Regions from separate parts of the Rattus norvegicus genome. Here region 1 is linked to region 2. A link is a contact called in public Hi-C data. All regions are on one chromosome and are shown on one strand. Each heading gives the region's core, a stretch centred on a gene start, on an enhancer-like site or on the middle of the called end of the contact. The rest is flanking DNA. Distances are from core to core; before and after follow the strand shown. Region 1 overlaps Rasl11b (RAS-like family 11 member B). Region 2 overlaps Scfd2 (sec1 family domain containing 2).

What was found. A called contact is a pair of places that touch in the nucleus more often than the background predicts.
Region 1: a contact with region 2 is called in a Hi-C map of prefrontal cortex, with 3 times the contacts expected there. The contact joins two enhancer-like sites. A contact is called at or near these places in 2 of 12 Hi-C or Micro-C datasets (frontal cortex and prefrontal cortex).

Annotation. Positions count from the first base shown.
Region 1 is chr14:34,362,793-34,369,762 of GRCr8, reverse strand. It overlaps Rasl11b (RAS-like family 11 member B), which reads left to right. Exons shown (of 4, transcript NM_001002830.2): 4 at 1-734. It also overlaps a transcript of Scfd2 not described here. Among named protein-coding and RNA genes, the nearest start is that of Rasl11b, 7.0 kb to the left of the region's middle. Within about 2 kb of position 2,767, at least 28 of the 93 cell types and tissues checked have an H3K27ac peak or open chromatin away from gene starts, as enhancers often do.
Region 2 is chr14:34,294,796-34,302,349 of GRCr8, reverse strand. All of the region lies in intron 5 of Scfd2 (sec1 family domain containing 2), which reads right to left. It overlaps LOC120096744 (U6 spliceosomal RNA), which reads left to right and starts at 815; the gene lies at 815-921. Within about 2 kb of position 3,714, at least 17 of the 93 cell types and tissues checked have an H3K27ac peak or open chromatin away from gene starts, as enhancers often do.

The sequences.
Region 1 (6,970 bases), core at 1,518-4,017, 68 kb before region 2:
TGACCTGCCAATCCTTTAGGTGGGGATGGGGCATGCTTTTGTTCCTCACTGCCTTCTAAGTGATGGTCAGGTGCACCAGAGCATGTATGTGGATTGGGGTGGGGAGAACCAGTGAGCATTTACGAGGCTTTCTCTCCCTCCTTCATTGTTTTTTTTCCCAAGAGGAGGGGGTTTGCTTTTCTCAGTGCCTCCAACATGCTTTCTCTATAGGATGCCTTTCCGACTTGAAGGATATCCAGGTTTAAGAACAAAGAGGGACTCTCCCCATCCCATAAAGGTCAAATTTTAGACCAAAATATTCAGTGTACAGGCACCTGTGAGCTGCAGTCTGTGGCAAGGTGCTGGATCTCCTGACGCAGGATGGGTACCTTTGTGGAGTAGCTGTGGAAACCTCACCCATGGGCTGCCCAACTGTGATGATGTATAGTCGTGTGTTGGTGTTTTGTTTTGTTTTGTTTTTTCTTTAAACTGTGGCATCAGGTACAGAAAAAAGTGTTAATTGATGCTGGTGTGGTTTGTGTAAACGACCCATAGCAATGACGTTGGGTTGCTTCCTGGGCCCGGCTGAGTTGTGGCTGGGTGGCTGAGATAGTAAAATGCTGTCTTCAAGAGTGACCAGACTGCAGGCTACCTGCCAAATCCCCTACACAGATGCACTTTAAGAAGCCGTTTATGCTTTGGCTCAAACTGTCATTAATTTATTTTATGTACAATAAATCTCTCATTTGATAAGAGCAGACATCTGACTGGGTCTTTATTGAAATGTTTACCTTCTGTCTTCCAGGAAGTGACTTTTAGAACCCTGTGTTTATTGAGCAAGTTGAGTCAGGGAATATGCCTTCCAGGAGCTAATCTCTTATGCCTCACAGCATGTGATCAGCGAGGTACATTTTATTGTCCACATTTTACACAGTACAAAACATCCTGGCAGAGCAAATTCAATAGCGTGAGGTCTACAACCTGCAAACATGGTCACTTGTAATTTGGCCTTTCTCTTCCAGAGTTGTATGTCTCCGTTTCTTCATGGTCTTCTGGGTGAACCTAAGAGAGCTGTCTGTCTGTCTGCACATCACAGCAGAGTTGTGAGGGCATGAAGCCTCTCCACAGAAGCAGTGCCACTTCATGCGTGACGCACTTACTGAAGCTTTTGGGGGCATGCTGTGTCCGCAAGCTACACTTTATTCTCATAGTAAGAGCTTAGAGCTGTGGGTCTGGAGCTGTTCAGGGGCTGTTCCCATGGAGCTATTGTCACACACGTGTGCCACAGCTGGCAGACCTCTCTTCTGCTGCCACTGGAGCCTGGAAGACGTTGCCTGCAAACTCAGGAGTCTCCATCTCTGTGGGCAGGGTATCGTTCTTCCATTTGAGCGGCACCCTTCATACTGCTCTTGGCTAGTTCTCCAGATAACCCTGCAAGGTGGTGTGTGGGAGGGCTGACAGGATTTCATAAATAAAGAAAAGCAGGGTTTAGGTTTCCACATAAAGTCAGTGTCTTGAATATTCAGTGTTACTTCTTCATCATGCCTCATATATAAGATGTATCCTGCCACATAGGCAAAGCAGTGGGGTGTGCTGGGAGTCTGGTGATAGGGGCTGGGCTATTTAAGCTCACTTTTTTCCCAGGGGACCATCTGACTGCTCTTGACAGTGACCTTCTGAGAGCTTTGCTCTGTTATATGTAGAACTTGAGGCTTTCTTTTTTAAACCTCTTCAAAGCTAACCTAAGCTCACCCCTGAGAAGGGTGTGTGTTGGCAGCATGGTGGGAAATGGTGCCTACAGACAATGGAGACAGTACAAGGGCAGAGACAGGCTACCCACTCAGCTTGTCTTCCTCCTGTGTGGTTGTTAGCACTGCACAAGTGAGCAGTTCTTTGCTCACTTACCCTCGGCTACCCCGTGCTCCGCAATAAAGACAAGAAACTCTGGACAGGGTTGATTTTTGTAGCACAAGACTGAGAGGAACTAGACTTCCATTTCTTACTGCCCCCTGCTTCCTCTTCCCTACCATTCAGCCACAAGGATCTCTGTAGGACTCTGTCCAGCCTCTGCAGCCTGGTGGGTGTGCCTGGGCCCTCTCATCTCCTGCCCTTGGCACTAATGACTGCCTCTCATCTCCTGACCTCTGAGTAGACTCAGCCTTTCACTTCACCTAGGCAGGTCTTTCTGCTACAGAGGGATGAAGTGGAGAAGGCAGAGGGAGTGATCTCTGGGAATCTCAGGCGGGAACCACCCCAGTCTAATCTAGGCTGCCGTCTTGGGCGAGCTTGACCTTCTCAGGTGGGACTGACTATTTGTAATTCAGGAGCAGCTGTGTTCTCAGCATAGGCTTGGTGCAAGGTTTCATTAATCTCATCTGTCTCAATACTAGCATCTCTCTACTTACCCTCCCCAGTGGATGTCTCTGGCCTGAGAAACAATCTCCTCTCCCTCTAGGCCGGGCTATGGCGGCGGAGGAGAGGGTTTATTGAGTAGTTACAACATTCAGGTTGCACATGCCCTCCTTCATCTTTCGGAGACTCCTGAGGGAGGCTATATCACTGCTATTTTAAGATGAGGAAACCAAGGCCTTGAGATTATGCTAGCTTAGGGCCAGCCAGTAACAGCACCCTACTTCACTTACTGACTGACTGATTGGGCGCCAGAAATAGATGTTTGAAACAAGGACATTCTGTACACCAACTCCACCCTCTCTTTAGTATTCTATACACAGAAGGAAGGAATTGGCTGGGCTCTTAAGAAGCCAATCCTGGACCCTACTGATGCCAGTTTATGCCCCGCCCCCCATCGCAGACCCAGTAGCTCTGGGCCTTCTCAGACCAACCTACCTCCCTGGCCCCATTCACCCAGCTTCCCCCACCTCCCTTCTGCTACCGGTTGAGTTACTGCGTGGCCCCAGGACTCCTGGCAACTGGTCCACATCTGCTGTTACCATTAGCCTGAGGCTGCTGGCTGCTTTGGCCTCCAGCCCCCTTCGGTAATAAAGATGCCCAGGTTGGAGGGGCTGCCTCCCAGCCGGTCTGTCTCAGAGCCCAACCCACGTCTGTCTTGATGTCTGGCTCTCTAGTTTCCTCCCAGCCTCAAATCAAAACCATTTGCAGCCCTAGGCTGGGCCTGGCCTGGTTGCATAGTGGCAGAGGGGGTGGGAGGGAGGGAGGGAGGGGAGCTGTAAAACTGCCTTCAACCAGCTCCAGAAGGTTTGCCTGTCCAGCAGCCCAGAACCCCAAGCTTTAGGGGCTATCGCTGTGTTTATAGAGAGCCCCTTATTTATAAAAAACATGGAGGGGGGCAGAGATTTCAGCGTCGATCTTTTATCCCAAGAGGGAAAAGATCAATCTGGGCAAGGGAGCGGCTGTGGGCGGATCCCCACAGTGGGGCGGTTGGCGCATGGTCTTGCTTAGTGGAGTAGATGGCAAGCACCCAGCTGTGGAGAACTCCCAGAACCTCCGGTAGGGTAACAGCCCAGCAGGGAAGCACTTGCCTGTTTACAGTAAAGAACCCAGAAAGCTGTCTGGTACTTCTCTGGAAGTCTAAAGAAAGACGGTTTCAGCAAGTTCTTATTGCCCTCATGTGTTCCTGAACTGGAGAAGAGAATGGGACTAACGTTATTTGTTAAAAGCCCCCGCTCTTTCTGACAGGGCCTGTGCCCTCCACCATCTGGTTTTCAGAAGTTCCTTTAAGAGCAGTGACAGAGCGTTTTGATGTTTCTTGGGCAAGCTAACAGACGACATTTGTAATATTGGACTATTTGTTGTTGAGATTCCATGTCTGGTAACCAGGGTAAGAAGAAACAATAGTGGTCTGGGGGACAGGGTATGGAATTCTTTGCTAGGGAAATGCCACTGTAACTGTAGGGGCCTTGGCACAAACAGCTAACTGCGTAGGGCCGGACCCTCTGCGTGGAGTACTTCCAAACACCGACTGCACTCTATGTTTACAGGGACAGGATTCCAAAAGGAGCAGACCTCAGTTGCCACAAAGCATTTACCCTGCTCTCAACTGTTTATATAAAAAGTAGCTGCAGGGCCCGAGGCCGGAGAGTGGTCTGTGTATGCTTGCTTTGGTTTGGCCAGCAGGTTTAGGTGGTAAATAGACTCAGGTCTGTGAGGCGCTGGCGCTCAGCTCCTCAGCTGGGCCTTTCAGGTGGCTACATTTCCCAAGTCTGGTAGTTCATTTGTCTGGTCTTGGCTGACCATGATTAGATGCCAGGAGGCCATGCTACTCTGGGTGACAGTGCAAATTAAGAGTGACTACGCATCTAATATTGAGGAGGTCCCTTTAAAAGGCAGACACCTAGACACTGTGAAAATGGTGAACAGTAACTGAGGATAACAGAACTGATGAGGAAAACATAACTGTTTTCTGGTTGGCATTAATGACATTCTCCGACATTCAACACTAGTAGTGATGCTTCTTAGACATTGTTATATTTAGATACAAAACCTCTTCCGAAGGCTCATGGGTTGAGAATTTGGTCTTCAATGCAGCAGCACACAGAGGAGGGGTTCCAGGGAGGAGGTAACTGGACCACGAGTGGCTTGATTTCACTAATGGATTAAGCTATTGAGCGACTCCCTCCATACTACAACACTGGGATGCAGTGAGAACTGGACTTTTCAGAGGAAGTAGGTCACTGGGCTGCATCCTAAGTATGAACTTTCTCCTTCCTCCAAATCCTCCTCAAGCTCCCGGCTCTCATGAGTCAAACAGGTCTTCCCTTCTACATATTCTCTGCCATGGATGCTGTTCTGTCTCTCACGGGCACAGAAACGTCAGAGCCAAGTGCCTGTGAACTGACACCCCCAAGACTGTGAGCTAAGATCAGTTTTCCTCCTGTGAGCTGACATTCTCAGGTATTTTGTCTCGGTGACAGAATGCTGGCGAACAAGGGGCCATTCACTGAGCAGCATACCCTGGTCCATATTCGAAGTATTAGATGCATAGTCACTCTTAATTTGCACTGTCACCCAGAGTAGCATGGCCTCCTGGCATCTAATCATGGTCAGCCAAGACCAGACAAATGAACTACCAGACTTGGGAAATGTGTTCCTGACTGGCCTTCTGCTTGAATGGCCTGGGCTGAAGGAGACTTTATTTCCTCTCCATTTTTCTTCTTTGCAGAAATGCCTCTGCCGTCACTCTTCACTCTGCTGTCACTTTTTGCTCTGACATCACTCTTCGCTCTGACATCACTCTTCGCTCTGACGTCACTCTTCGCTCTGACATCACTCTTCGCTCTGACGTCACTCTTCGCTTACTCCCCTTGCCGTGCCGATGCATTGTCACTCTGTGAGGTAACTGACTGGTGCCCTCAGCAGGAGCATCCATGCTTCCTAGGGCTATGGACCAGCCATCCTAGTAGACTCCCTGGCAGCCCTCTGGGAAGGAGGCACCGGCACCATCTAGTTCACAAATGTTGGTGCATGGTTGGATAACCACAGTGCTCTGAGAGGTGCAACTGGAACATAAAGTCAGAGAGAGCCCCACAGCCCTGGCCCATGGTTCCTGCGCATGGGCAGGGGCCTTCTTAGCACCCTCCTAATCCTTCCCTCATCTAGAAATCGAGCACAAACCTGAGAGTGCCCCAGACTGGCACAGGCTCCACTGCCCGCGTCCTCCACGTTCTCTTTCTTGTTGATGGCCACTGGTGGGACCAAAACCAAGTTTTCCTCAAGTCTTCTTCAAACCAGACTGGTTATCGCCGACTTCCTCCAGCTCACTGATGTCCAAAGCTTTCTATCCCCTGACTGTCCCACTGGCCCAGCTCTTCCAACCAGCAGCTGCAGACATGGGGAACTAAACTTTTCATGCTTCTCCCAGCTACCCAGACATCAGCTATGGTCCTACTTACTGCTGTGTCAGAATATTCTAGAACGCTAACATAACCAGTAACTTTATCCTATTATGGTAATAGTGGACACCTCTGAATACGCTTTTACTAGGTAAGAAACAACTTGCCAAGATAAACTACTAAACTCACAAAACCTATACACTAACAGACCCTTGGGGTAAAAAGCTGAAAGTACCCGCCCCCTTCCTAACTTCCCACTTGATGTGTCTTCCAGAGGCAACCACTAGTTAGCAGTTTGGTTCTATGTTCTCAGACTTCTTTTGCATGTAGACACATGATGAGAAACTTAACCAGGAGAAGAAATCCACAAGAGACCCAGGCCTGAGGCAAAGCAGAGGCTGTTCATCCTGAGAGTGCCACGGAGCCACAGTAGTGGCTGGCTCGCCATGAGCCTGGCTCAGAATCTGGAATGTTCTCCTGGGTTCCCACTCAAATTTGAGAATGGATGGTTGGATGAATATGGTTTTGAGTCATACTGACACTTTCAATTTCTTTATTTTAGGAAGTGCTTATCTCTCCTTATAGATAATTTGTTTACATTTTCCCCTTATTCAAATATAAGACTTTTAGATTCGTGGGATTGAAAAAGGAGCCGCCTCGCAGTCAGCAGCGGCAGAGACTTGGTGCAGGTATAGAACGACTGGGCATGAGCACGAACATCTGGTCTCTAAAACTGAGCTGCAGCATCTGAAAATGATTCCAAGTTCAGTCGTTTTTTTTCTTCTCCCCTAAAATGACAGCATTTAATAGAGAAGTAAAATGTATAGCCATGCCTTGGTTACATTTTATTTCATCTTCCTGTTAGTCCAAGCTAGAAACTGGTTTTCTGCTTTGTCCCGTTTCAGACACCCATTACTCAAGTTGGGAGGCCCGGCCACATGCTGGACGTCTAAGCAGCTCTTTCTTTCTTTCTCCCTAGAGTTCTCATATAATTTCAGTAGGTGCATCTGGGTTTTTCTGCTCTGACTAAAAGAAAATTTAAACTCCCAGAAGAAAGCTTTCTATTTCAGTAGGAATTTGAAATCACAAAGGCCATGTAGGGGGTGTGGTTACACTTAGGTCCCGGGGAGGAGACCCCTTCTACACGGGCTTCCTCTGGACAGCGTGAAACCATCGGTAGC
Region 2 (7,554 bases), core at 2,465-4,964:
CTCAGCCTACAGTCACCTTCCAAGCAGCGCCTGCTCCCCTTGTGCAGTGGACAGGCACTGCCTGCTACATCTGCTTCCGTACCACCATGCACCCCTGTTCACATTCTTTCCTGCAGTGCTGGTGGATCCATTCCCTGAAAGCCTGACGTGTTTGTAGGTTGATCCCTTCTTTCTAGCACATATTTATGGAGTACAAAATGTCCCAGGCACTGGAGGAATAGTTCTTGCACTTGGTAGACTCTACCACCCGGGAGGAAAGACAGCAACATAAGCAAACAAGTGAACCAAACTATATCACGGCAAGTTTGCACCTAAAGTAGTAGAGGTAGAAGAGAGAAGATGAGGCTTCAAAGGGTCTCTTGGAGGAAGAGTTTCGGAAAGACCTTTGTTCAGTGAGTAGACACATGCTGCAGACAGCCATAAGGAAAGTTTCTAGACAGACAGGCAGCAAGTGCGAAGGTAAGATGATCCCTTGGGCTTCCAGGGGAGTGAGAGCTTAAATGGCTGGCTGAGAGGGACAGAGCAGCCAGGGCTTTGCCACCAGGGGACCTAGTATACAAAGTCCCTAGAGAGAGAGAGAGAGGAAAGAAAGGGCAGAACTCAGAGGGAAGATGACTGCATAGCCCAAGGCTGCCTGTGCTGGTGAGTGGATGGCCCTGGAATGTGTGGGCTGGAAAGCAGTCGTTCACCCAACAGGTTGCTGACCAGGTCTGCATTTCACAGATTGTTAGCATCTCTGAGCCCTCTGGTCCCTTCCTGACAGTAGGAACAGAGTGAGATACAGGGAGGCCAAAGCCATGTTAAATAAAATCCTGTGCTCGCTTCAGCAGCACATATACTAAAATTGGAACGACACAGAAAAGATTAACACTGTCCCTGCGCAAGGATGACACGCAAACTCACGAAGCATTCCATATTTTTAAACGCAAATGCTTCACTCCTTCTTTAAAAGGGGAACAAGAACACCCTTGGGAGGGAATAGGGAGGCAAAGTTTAGAACAGAGGCAGAAGGAACACCCATTCAGTGCCTGCCCCACATGTGTCCCATACATATACAGCCACCAAACTAGATAAGATGGATGAAGCAAAGAAGTGCAGGCCGACAGGAGCCGGATGTAGATCTCTCCTGAGAGACACAGCCAGAATACGGCAAATACAGAGGCGAATGCCAGCAGCAAACCACTGAACTGAGAATAGGACCCCCGTTGAAGGAATCAGAGAAAGAACTGGAAGAGCTTGAAGGGGCTCGAGACCCCATATGTACAACAATGCCAAGCAACCAGAGCTTCCAGGGACTAAGCCACTACCCAAAGACTGTACATGGACTGACCCTGGACTCTGACCTCATAGGTAGCAATGAATAGCCTAGTAAGAGCACCAGTGGAAGGGGAAGCCATGGGTCCTGCCAAGACTGAACCCCCAGTGAACGTGGTTGTTGGGGGGAGGGCGGTAATGGGGGAAGGATGGGGAGGGGAAAACCCATATAGAAGGAGAGGGGGAGGGGTTAGGCGAATGTTGGCCTGGAAACTGGGAAAGGGAATAACAATCGAAATGTAAATAAGAAATACCCAAGTTAATGAAAATGAAAAAAAAAAAAAGGAAAAAAAATTAAAATCCTGATCATGCCAAACCATCAAAGGAAGTTGGCACATTACCCTTGGCTATATTGTCATCGGTCCCTACTGAGCTTTGATTTTGTCATGCCAGAGTCACCAACCAAAGGGAGCGCAGAAGCCAGGCTCCAGAAAGCACCAGCAAGAGAAGAGGCCATGAAAACCCTTCACCACTGACTTAACCGCTGTCCCCTCTGACTCTGAGGATTCTAGATTGGTCAACTTTCTGGGAAGGAAGGTTTTTATTACTTTGGAAAAGAATTGAGGATTAAGCTGCCTTTTAAACTTCCCATCCTGTTCAAATATTTACCCAGTCCTTGCCCTGGGTCATGGCTCTGAGAAAAACAAAACAAAACAAAACAAAACCAGCCAAACACTGTGCCTGCTTAGAACTCCCTCTGTAGCCTCAGGAGCCTAAGCAGGTTACACAGAGCCTCACTGTATGGAGGCACTGCTCTAATTTCCCCAAAGGGTCCATTCATTTACCCTTCAGAACTGTGGCGGGCAGGAGAACTGCCAATCCTCTCCACACAATGAGACTTAGAGAAGCCGAGTAACTCTCCCATTATTTTAAGGTAGCCAGCTAGAGCCAGAACCCAAGCTCTCCAGTGGCAGTTTTTATTGGCATATTTAGGGTCATGATAGCAAGCACAGCATAGACATAGTGAAATGGTCCCAATTTACACAGTAGCAGGAGGAAGATACGTCTAAGCTGTGCTGAGCCTACATGATGGGCTATTTGGAGACTTACACATTTTTTATTGCCGGCAAGCACACACTGATAGGGGACTGAGCTGTGAGACACTAACCACAGCCTAGACTGGATTGTCTAGGAGCAGGCAGCTCACCCAGCCTCAGGACTCAGCATGCTTACAGCACAGGAAGGACTATGGAGATGTGGCCTGACTCTTCCACTCAATCGTCTCATGTTCAGGTGACAGTGACGTTAATTAGTGAGCTTCACTGTGAGAAACAGAATGCCCTCTAGGCCTCTGCATCTTCAGCACCGCTGGGCAGTCCCTGGTGGCTGGCACTGCCCCTAGTCTCTTCTTTCTGGCACAGGCCAGATTTCGTGCTTCCCTGAGGGGGACCCAGAACAGAGAAGACGCTAATCATCATTGTGAACTGCAATCACCTGATGGTTCTGCATCTGCGGACTGAACCGACTGTGGATAGAAGATAGTCTGGAAAATAACTCATCCATACTGAACATGTATAATGTGCGGGCTTTTCTTACTCCCTAAAAGTTGAGTGTAACAACTGTCTGCATAGCATTTACATTAGCCTGGGTTTAAGGAGTAATCTAGAGATTACTTAAAATATGCAGGCAGCTAGCCATATGTAGGCTGTATGCAAACAGTGTATCACTTTATATAGGATAATTAATTGGGCATTTGAGAGGCTAGACATTTCTGTGTATCTGAACAGAGGACTGTCCTGAGCTTCTAGGGCTGTTTTCTGTTCACTTTATCTAGCTGCTCTAAATACTGGCCCTCCAACTTAAGGTTAAAAAATAAATAAAGAATCTATATAGTCAACTAGACAGAAAGCGACAGCAGACACTAACTGGCCATCAGTGAACCTTAGGTAAGAGTTATTCATCCTAATCGTGGTAATCCTGAGAAATAGGTACTATCTCCACTTTATACCCATGGAAACTGAGGTTAGAGAGGGAAGGCATTTTAAGTTAGAAAGCAACAAGTGGGAGCAGTTTCTGCATCATGTAGCTATATGATACTGTCTGTAAAAAGAATGTATAGCTAGATAACTATGTAGGCCAAATGGGGTCCCAGGAGAGGAAGACTAGGAAGGAAGGGCATGTACTAGGTGTTTACAGCATGTGCTCGAGTGTCAGGACTGGGTGGGACCAGAGTATGTCAGTGCTGGTGATGGGATGACAGCTGATGGAGGACCCAGAAGTCCACTCAAAGGCATGAAGGGAAGAAAGAAAAATGAGCACAGAAGTGTAAGCTGGGAAGACAGCAAGGAGCAATGGCCAAATAAGGAAGTACCAGCGAAGAGCTTCTCTTCCTATCCAGATCTACACACATTTGGTAAAATACGCCATATGTCTCACCCTGGCGCACACAGATAGTGAGGCATGCTGCCATTGGTGGGTGGCATTAAAGATATCCCCAGGAGCCAAAAAAGAGGCCACTCTGCTCTCCTGTAACAGCAGCCCCCAGCCCAGCTGGCCCAGGAATTCAAACTCAACCAGGCAAGACACATTCCAACCCAAGAAAGGCCGCCATCCACTGGTTTTCTCCATGAGGACTCCCTGGGCAGCGTGAGTGGCAGTGGCATTAGCACAGTGGGGAAGGAAGCTGAAAAGAGTTCATCAGTCTGTCAGAGGACTCCACGATGGCTCCTACTCACTCTCGTTACACTCAGCCACATACCAAGTCCTAACCCTCAGGGACAGATTCCGCCGATTCACAGATTAAGAAATGGGTTGCTCTGGGGCTGGAGAGGTAGCTAGCTGGCCATACAGCACGAGGACCTGAGTTCTGTGTGCTCAGCACCCAGGGAAAGCTGGCTGCAGTGGTTCACATTGTAATCCCGGTGCTGGGAAGGGGAGACAGGAAGTTTAGTAAGAAAAGACGTAAAGGAAGATGCCCAGCATCAACCTCTGCCCTCTATATAATGAATGTGTGTGACCCCAGACTCCCAGAAATAGGTAGCTCTCCAGAGTGGCAGTGTCTCAGGTCGGGGGCTACAAGACCCCATATCTGGGCTCATGGGATCCTGGCAGAGAAACTTAACCCTAAATAAAGGCCCAGGCCCTGTTTGCCGACTGTCTAATGTTCTCACTGTAGAAAGGGTAAACTTCAAGTTGATCTGAAGAAGACCAGGAAGGGCTCTCATGACCTGGGCTTCTAATTGCAGCTAAAAAGAGGCATGTGGTTGAAATGACATGAGACAGGAAGTGCTGCTATGCGAGTTCAGATTTCAGAAGGGATGCTCGGAGTCCCTAGGTGGAGGCCTTAGCCAGGAACTGGTCAGTGTGGCACTGGGAAGAGGGGCTTCCTATAGGAATAAGAAGCAGACCGGGGCTGAGAAAGACAGGGACAGAGGGCCCTGGGTTATGGGAAGAGTGCACAGCACAATACAGGCACAGGCATGAGCATGCTTTCCCATGGAGGAGTGGTCAAGACCAGGCTCTCAGTTCCTATTCTTGGAAATGCTTTTTCTTGTTAGACCAGCTCATATGTCACTGGCCCCATGAAATCTCTTCCCTTTAGCCCCTCTGGTGCTAGATGATAGGTCTGTAGCACTGGCGCTCAGCTCCTCTCTTCAAGCACATGAGGAACACTGCCAGATCCTGGAGCTTCAGTAGAGGTGGCAGCTGCTTCACTCTGCTCACAATGAGCTGGATGTGACATCTGTGCCCGAGAGTCCTGTGTGAGAGGCTTCGTTCCCCATGAGCCGATGTTCGTAGGTGTGGAGCCTTTAAGAGGCAGGGCCTTAATTAGGACCTGAGGCACTGCCTTCTGAAGGGATAAAGGAAGGCGTGTGGAGTCAGCTGGTTATGCACAAGCAAGTTGTTTTAACAGAGCAGGATGGACATGGTTTCTGGCCTTGCTTTGTAACTGCTGCTGTATGCCTGTGACTGATACTAAGCTCTCATCCAATCTAAGAAGATGCATTTCCAGAAATGTGAGTGAAATAAAACTCAGCTTTATTAGGTGTCCAGCATGGAGTACTTCGTTATAGCAAGGAAAACTGGCTATGCACCCTTCTCAATATAGTTTCAATACAGAAAAAAAAAAAGCTTTCTGCTAGCCGAATTCAAACATATTGTGTCTCCCCTAGTAGTGGATATAGTTTCTTAATCTGGAACTATGAACCGGGTAGCATTCTTCCTTAGTGAGCAGAAAGTTGCCTTTAGTTGACTGTTAGAGCCACACCTCAGGCTAGAACAGAGGAGCAGGAGACTGAGGGCCTAGGAGAGAGCATTTCACTCTAATGAACATGACTCAAGACAAGTGGATGGGGTCATTCTTGGAACTGTGTTCGCCACTCTGAGCGTTTTGACCTGAGAATACTCTTCACTAAGTGGGATGTGTCTATCTCACCAAGCTTTCTAAACAGCTAAGGAAACAATTCATTTTATAAAGTCATAATGCAAGAGAAATGTGATGGGGGAGCAGAAGGGAATTTGGCATTATCTAAATAGACTAAAGACATTTTCTAAAATGGTACAGAAAGAATTAAAAGATGTGAGAGTATGTCAGTGAGTCAGTCAGTGTGGCTGATGCAGGAGGCTGGCTGCTCCCACTGCCAGTGCTGGTGACAGGACAGAGCCTTTGGCAACACTGTATCTAAACAGCTGGCATTTAAAACCTGCTTGGTTTGAAACAAAAGCCTCAGCCCTTAGGGTTGTGGTATCCTTTCTGCCTCTGAGCATGATATGATGCCACCTTGGAGGAGAGATTAAGGTGACACAGTAACCACTACAGCTAATAAGCAGAATAACACTTGGGTAACCAGGTCTAGTGGCAATAAACCGTTGACATGCTCTAGTAGATGGGGAAGGGGAAGGTCTTAGTATCTGGCTATTAGTCCCCATAGTATCCCTCGCTGCAAAGGATCCTGAGAACTGTTGGATTGGATACAACAGAGGTTAATTGAAAGGAGTCTGTGGTGCAGCTTGGAGAAGTCACCATTCATGACGGTTGAGACTTTGAGATGCACAGTTTGGAACTTACTCAGTGTCCTAGTTAGGGTTACTACTGCTGTGACGAGACGCCAAAGACAACTTGGGGAAGAAAGGTATAATTTGGCTTACACTTTGACATCATAGTCCACCACTGAAGGAAGTCAGATCAGGAACTCACACAGGGAGGGAAACTGGAAGGGTGCTGCTTACTGGCTTGCTCCTCCTGGCTTGTTCAGTTTGCCCAGCCCAGGGATGGCTCCTCCCACAATGGGCTGGGCCCTCCCCCATCAGTCACTAATTAAGAAAATGCTCTACAGGTCTGCCTACAGCCCAATCTTATGGAAGTGTTTTCTCAGTTGGGGTTCCCTCCTCTTGGGTGTTGAAGCCTGTGTCAAGTTGACAAACAATTAGCCAGCACACTCAGGTTCTTGTAGGTAATTCTTCATCATTGATCTATAAATAAACCAATAAAATTATCCATTCACCAAGAGATAAACTCATTGGTTTGCCAAGTTGGACTTGAGTAGACTCTCGATTTGGTTTGTCATTATGCCATGTTTAGAGGGAGTGGACATCAATTTACATCTCCCCAGGAAAAGATCACGCAATGATGTGGCTCAACCCATTTTGTACAGTTCTAATGTCTGAGAGTGTTATTTATGAAGATCAGAAACTCCCTCCCTCACAGTTCCAAAGGCTGGGAAGCCCAAGATCAAGGGGCCAGCATGTGGTACAGGCCTTTTTTCTATGTTCTTACAGAGAGAACCAACTGCCCTGCTCACACCCTTTATAAGGACTTTAATCCTGATTCATCAAAGAAAAGGCCTTCTATGTTCTTTCTTTGAGGTTCCTGATCTTAATATGATTCACTGATCCCAGCTCTTAATATGATCTACTGGCAACTCCAATCAGCCCACACTCGTGTGAAAAACAGACCTTCAAGCTTACGATGCAGTGCAGAGGATCTGTGTGACCTATCTCTGCTTCCTTGTACTTCCAGCCCCTCAATGCATCTAAAATAGAATCATGTAGGAGGGCTGAGCTAAGACTCGTGGGAGGCTTTTATTTTTAGCTCAGTGAGAACATTTTATTTATCAAACAAACTAATGAAATGAAAGCCTAGTACCCCAAAATACCTAAATGTCCAAATGTTAATGGCACAGCAGATAAACCGTTAGCCGTTAACAAAGATAATAAGCACTAAAAATATTCCCAGTAGGCCTTATTTAATGGTAGACAATGCATGCAATTTTAAGCCCATCTGTATCATTAAATTGTGAT